Linked DNA regions of Sus scrofa: region 1 is linked to region 2. A link is a contact called in public promoter capture Hi-C data. All regions are on one chromosome and are shown on one strand. Each heading gives the region's core, a stretch centred on a gene start, on an enhancer-like site or on the middle of the called end of the contact. The rest is flanking DNA. Distances are from core to core; before and after follow the strand shown. Region 1 holds the start of SLC35C2 (solute carrier family 35, member C2). Region 2 holds the start of SYS1 (protein SYS1 homolog).

What was found. Promoter capture Hi-C pulls out the DNA fragments that hold promoters and counts their contacts.
Region 1: a contact with region 2 is called in a promoter capture Hi-C map of liver, with 4 times the contacts expected there. The contact joins the promoter of SLC35C2 here to the promoter of SYS1 in region 2. A contact is called at or near these places in 1 of 5 promoter capture datasets (liver) and 1 of 2 datasets of contacts at active chromatin or transcription factors (alveolar macrophages).

Annotation. Positions count from the first base shown.
Region 1 is chr17:48,523,395-48,526,554 of Sscrofa11.1, reverse strand. SLC35C2 (solute carrier family 35, member C2) reads left to right here and starts at 1,443. Exons shown (of 10, transcript NM_001185159.1): 1 at 1,443-1,485.
Region 2 is chr17:47,684,421-47,687,564 of Sscrofa11.1, reverse strand. SYS1 (protein SYS1 homolog) reads right to left here and starts at 1,381. Exons shown (of 4, transcript XM_005672967.3): 1 at 1,181-1,381; 2 at 718-962. The coding sequence starts at 879. DBNDD2 (dysbindin (dystrobrevin binding protein 1) domain containing 2) reads right to left here and starts at 1,345. Exons shown (of 6, transcript NM_001243672.1): 1 at 1,181-1,345; 2 at 718-962.

The DNA.
Region 1 (3,160 bases), core at 194-2,693, 840 kb before region 2:
CTTCCTCCTCTTCAAGGACTCTGCCCCCACCAAGCTCATGCCTGCGTGCACGCGGGTACACACACACACCCCTGCTGGTTAATGATGCCACAGACTGTCACACCAAGACAAAGTGCTTTCTGCTCAAGCCTGCCGGGTACAGCAGGAAAAGGCATACTCTACACCCGCGTGGACATGTCCTCCCTCTTCTTCCTGCCAGGGACACAGCCAGGAACAGCTCCAGTCCTCATGCCTTACAGAAAAGGCAAGTTCTTCACCCTGTGTGTTGCCGATGCTTGGTGCCCAGCCTACCAGCTGGTGTTTTACGCCGTAGCTCCAAACCTCAGCCTTGGTAGCTGGGAGGCTAGAATGAGGACGGTGATGTAGATACTGCATCCTGCCTCTGAGGGAGAAGAGGCTGAGAATCAGCACTTTCAAAAGGCACAGCAAGTGCATGCAGCCTTGGGGGCTGAATAAAGCCCAGAGCCTGGGTGCCATTGTAGGTGATGGTAAGTGCTGAATGAGCGAATGCCTGCGTGATGCCAGCTGGTGGGGCTGGGCAGCAGCGGCTTGCATAATGAACTGCTTTGACACTCTGGCCTCCATCCTTCTGTTCAGCGAGGCCAGGGAGCCCAGCTGAGTCCATTGCAAGGACTCCTGTTTGCAGCCAGCCTTAGAGCTACAGATCTAGGAGGCAAAAAGTCCCAAACTGGGCCTCAATCTGCAACCCTAGCCTGCCCTAGCCTCCAAATGTTTCCCTCTCTCCATATGCTCTCGGCCTTTTAATCCATCCTGCAAGATGAGGAGGATCCCAACTCCCTACTGGCATTTTTGGGCTCATTGCAACCTGCCCCTTGGTTACTTTTCCAACCATGGTTTTTTTTATAAACAAGTGGGCTCCAAGCCAGGCTCCAGTCTTCTTCTGGCCTCCTTATTTCCTCAGTCTGGGATGCTCTCCGACTCACTGAAATTGAGATCATTCTTTAAAGGTTCAGGCATTCAGAAAATGTTTAATGTTTATTATTTATTACCTCTCATGGATCTTCTAAGTCCTAATATTTAAAGCCCCTAACATCACTCCCCAGCTGGCTTGAGCTCCCAGAAGAAAAAGCCCAGGAGAGAGCTTAGTGTTTCCATGGTTGCCCAGCACTAGCTTGGAGAAAGTAAATACTTAATTTGTAAGCAGCTGACGGTTTTCTGGCTGCCAGAGGTGCGCAGGGGTCTGCAGGAGGCACCGGGGCTCCAGGCCGAGACCCCGGTGGAACCCAGGAGACAAACAACCACAGCCCAAGACCCTGCTCGGCGCGGGGCGCCGGGAGCAACCCGTGAAGCAGAGCGAGGGCGCGCTGCACGGGGTCTCCGCAGAGCGCCCTCGGCCCCGCCCCCGCCCCGCCCCCATCCCCGCCCCGCCCCGCCCTCGGCGGCTTCCGGCAGAAGTTCCCCGGGCGGGTGGCGGCGCTCGGCCTCGCACTTCCGGGAGGAGGAATCCCAAGCGCCCGCTACGAGGTGAGTGGGCGCGCGGCGGGCCTTCGGCGCGCTCCCGGGGTCGGTGGGAGGGGGGACCCGGGCAGGACTGGGAGCGGGGTCCCAGTCTGGCAACGCGTGCCACAGCTTGGGGCCCACCGGGGACCTGCCCCTCCCGGGCCTCGGTGTCCCCGTCTTGGAGGAGCCCGAGGCTCCGCGCGCGCTCCGCTCTCCCTCCACCCCCCGGCATTTCCCGAGCACCCGAGACGTGACCCAGGCAGGCATCACGCCGAGCCAGCCCTGCCCTTGGAGAGGCCGCATCCCGCCGTGGGGTGGGAGTTGGAGATGAACAGTAATCACGTAGGCAAATGAGGAAACGTCAGGCAGTGGGAGGTGCCACGAGGATTAGGAGGGTCCCCTACCCACACCCCTGGAGGTTCAGCCAAGCAAAGGTCGGTGGAAGAGTGTACTGGGCAGAGGGAACAGCACATGCAAGGAAGCACACAGGCTTGTGTTGGACCAGGGGCCAGCGTGGCAGAAAGGAGGGGAGGGAAGAATGAGGTTGCAGATGTGGGCAGAGGCCAGAGGGTAGGAGGCCTTCCTCTTGGGCCAGTGAGGGCCTGGTCTGTTTTCTGTGCTGAAGCCATCCCTCCCGCTGAACTGTGAACTCCAGACCATAGAGGGCGAAGAGGAAGTAGGGATACCAATTAGAAGGCTTGTTAACTTTGAGAAGGTGCTCCTTGGGGGCTCCCGTCGTCATGGGGACTCCCTGCAGTGAGGGGACCTGGACTGGTTCCTGGAAGGAAGGGTAGGATTTGAACAGTGGAGGGACAGCATGGCAGTGATGGAGCAGGAACCGCACCAAAAGCAAGAAGGCGCCAGAAGGCGATTCCCAGGAGGATGCAGACTGCCCCAGCTTGGGAGCTTGGAAGGGGACAGCAGTCTTAGCGCCGGCATGCCCTGGGGTTGCCCATGGGATGTCAGCAGTCAGACTTAATAGGGAGCAGATTTGTCCCCCAGGTGAAATTTAGCAGACATTGTTGGTTGTCACAACTTGGGATGAGGCGGAAGGGATGCTCCAGGCATCAAGGGTGGAGAGACCTGGGGATGCAGTGGAACATCCTCCAATGCACAGGACAGGCCATCTCCCCAAAGAAGATGATCTGGCCCCAAGTGTCAGTCATTCCAAAGCTGAGAAATGTTTGTAGAGAGGAAGGTGCACGGGCCTGGAGTTCTCTTAGATGTGGATTTGGTGCCCATGTGCTCCACTCTAGCTGTGTGAGCAGGAGTCTGATGTGGAGGTGCAGGCAGCAGAGAGAACCACAGAGGAGACCAGTGCGTTGTGTGTGTGTGTTTGGGGTGGGGGGGGGACCATGGTGATTCAGAGCCTAGTGGTGGCGGTCAGGAGATGGGACCCTGTATGGGATTTTTTTTTTTTTTTTTTTTTTTTAAGATAGAGCAGGCAGTATTTGCTGATTGAATGTGGGCCAAGGAAAAGAGAGGAGTCAAGGATGAGGACAAGATTTCTGGGAGTTCCCTGGTGGCCTAGCAATTAAGGATCTCATGTTGTCACTGCTGTGGCTCATCTTTGATCCCTGGCCCAGGAACTTCCACATGCCAAGGATGTATCCCCCCCACACACACACCCCCAAAAAAATCCTGGCCGGAGCAACCAGATGTTGGTGCTGCTGGCTGAAGTGGGAAGATTTGGACAGAG
Region 2 (3,144 bases), core at 132-2,631:
GGGATCAAACCTGCATCCTCGTAGATACTAGCTGGGTTCGTAACCCACAACGGGAACTCCCTAAAGCACCCTCTGGGCCTCAAAACATTTTGTTGAGGATTACTGTAGTCCAAAGAGGAAATAAGTTTAGAAAGGTGAAATAACTTGCCCAAGTCCCACAGTTAGAATGCTGGGGTCTAGACTGGACCCTAAGCTTTTCTGAATCCAAAGTACAGGCTCTCTGCAGTCTGCCACCTTTCTGATACTGATTTTATGATTTTGCAGACAGGAAAACTGAAGTTCAGAGAGGTGAGGATACTTTCCCAAGGTCACATGGCTAATACATGGGAGTTAAACAGAGTCCTGACTCCAAAGCCCAGGTAGTTCCCACTCTACCTCCGTGAATGATCTTTTATCCATTCCTCCCTCCCCAGTTTGATACCTGGAAATCTAGGGCTCAGAGAAGTGAAGTCACTTTCTCAGTGTCAGCAAGGAGATGTATCAGACTGCCTGGAACGCAGGTCTGTTTATTCTAACACCCAGGGCCTTTCCTTTGTACCAGTCTGCCTTCCCGTTATGAGTCATTCCATTTTACGGATGGGGCAGCCGAGGTTCGGAAAGTGATATCCCTTTCCCAGAGCCACAAAGTGAGAAGGTAGCCCAGTGAGGTCTACAGCCATTAGTGACAGACCACCTCGTGAAGCCGAGACCCCGCCCGCGTCGGCCCAGGGACCCTACCTCGGCGTCGAACATCTGGTCCAGCGAGGGGCTGCTGCGCACCAGCCCGTCCACCAGCGCCAGCCACAGGCCTAGCGAGCCGTAATAGACAGTCTGCATGAGGACGATCTGTGACAGGATCAGCAACGGGTCCCACACGTAGCTGCGGAACTGGCCCGCCATGCCGGCTCGCGGGGCACTGCTGCCGCCCGGGCCTGGGTCAGCGCCGCCGCCGCCGCGCCATGGGCCCCGGGCAGCCCCGGCACCTGCGAGGACACACACACGCCGGGCCTCAGCCAGCCGGCCGTCACCATGGCAACATCGCCCCGCCCAGGAGGAGGGGCTGGGACGGAGGGGGCGAGCCCATTCCCGGAATGGGGGGGAGGGCAGGACGGACAGACCCATTACCGAACTGAGGGGAAGTCCTGCCCGTTACGGCTGCTCGAGCCCCGCCCGTCCTCGAGCTTCTCTGAAGTTCACTCACCAGTGTCGGACTCGAGAATCAAAGCGTCCGAGTGCGGCCCAGTCTCACCGGCTGGCCCCCGAAGCAGTGCTGACAGGCAGAACCATGGAGAAGAGTCCCTACAGGCCTAGAGAGGCAAAGCTCCAGCGGCGGCCGAGGCAGCAGCGGATACGTAGGAAGGAAGCGTTTCCGGGAACAGCGTAGGGGGCGGGGCTGAGATTGCGCAGGCGTAGGGGTGCAGTCTTCGGCGGAGCCCCCTAAAGCAGGGGTGGGGGCGGGTTTTAGGGCGGCCCCGAACCGAAGTATGCACATGCGCACAATAAAGAATGAAGGCGAACGGAAGTGAGGCGTGAGCGCGGTGGAGCTTGCGTGCCCTCTAGAGGGGGATCTTGGGGAAAGTAGGGTAGCTGGGGTGGAAGATAGAGGGGTGGCCGTGGGCGAGGGAAAGTCTGGGAATTAAGGGATTGATTACGTCGACTCTGTTTTCAACCTAGATTCCCAGCGTTTTCTTTCGCCTAAAGTCCGGGGTGACTTAAAATGAACCTGCCAGCAATTCCACACATGATTTCGCCCCTGTTTCCTTAGATAAAACTAAGGGTCAGAGAAGGAAAGCAACATACTGTCTCAAAGACAGTGGCAATCAAAATTAGAATTCAGCTGTGCCCAACACCACAGCATTGATTTCGGGCCTATAGAGTGGTTAGGAAGATTTGGACACTTTCAAATGAAACAGCTCTGCTCTCAGACAAACTCACTGTGTTAGAAGGCAAAGTACTGGGTGTTTTATAATGTATCCATTTATATTTATATATCCATATGTATTTATTAAGGGGGAGGAAGCAGAGGTTCTGAATTCATACCTAGAAGCATATCCACATTCTGCCTGCCACCCTGACTGTGAGCATGTCTTGCTCACCATGACTTCTCTTCTGAGTCTAAATAGTGTGGACAGTCAGTAAATATTTGCTGAATGAGTCAAGAATAGAGAAAGGGCAACAGCAAATTGATGAATCATTTCATTCCTGCCTCAGCGGACCAAAACCCCTCAATTTCATTGATCCTAGGTTTTCCTTTTCCGGAATGGAAAGAAGGGAAGTAACTGGTTCCAGGAAAAAAAAAAATCCAGGTTTTAGAGCCTGCTGTACTAGTTGTGTGACTAGTACACTTCCTTCTTTAAACCTCAGCTTCCCTGTTTCTGAAACGTAAAGTTAGACAAGATTAATGTTTTACATCATTTAATCTACTCTCCTTTAATTACTTCCCAGTTAAAACAACTTTATCAAAGACCCATGTCACTTGCACATCAGAATTTCTGAACAGCATGTGATAAGCATGATAGCACCTTGAGCTGATACAATTTCAGACAAAAGTAAAGAACCTTGATACTCTATCAAGAGTAAGTCAGGATTCCCATCATGGCTCAGCAGTGACAAATCCGACTACTAGCCATGAGGACACAAGCTTGGTCCTTGGCCTTGCTGAATGGGTTAAGGAGCCAGGGGCATTGCCACAAGCTGAGGCGTAGGTCACAGACATGGCTCTGATCTGGCGTTGCTGTGGCTGTGGTGTAGGCCAGCAGCTACAGGTCCAGTTTGACTCCCAGCCTGGGAACTTCCATATGCCGCAGGTGCGGCCCTTAAAAAAAAAAAAAAAAGAGGATGTGATTTCGCTTATTATTTGGAAATGTTGTAAACAGTTCCCTTGGACTCCAGTTTGCAAGTCATTAAAGCCCAAAGACATGAGGTGCTTTCCAGCTCAACTGTTCTTTTAGGCCCCTCAGTTGAGCTCAGCAAATCTCTCTGGTTCATGGATGACTCAGATGATTTAATGTTTCTGCGAAAATATCATGTTTGTTAAGTATCTACATGATCTTATTTATTTCTCACAATCCGGGAAGGTAGATATTCCCTACTTTTTTTTTTTTTTTTTTTTTTTTTTTTTTGTCTTTTTATCTTTTTGCCTTTTCTAGGGCCGCTCCTGACGCA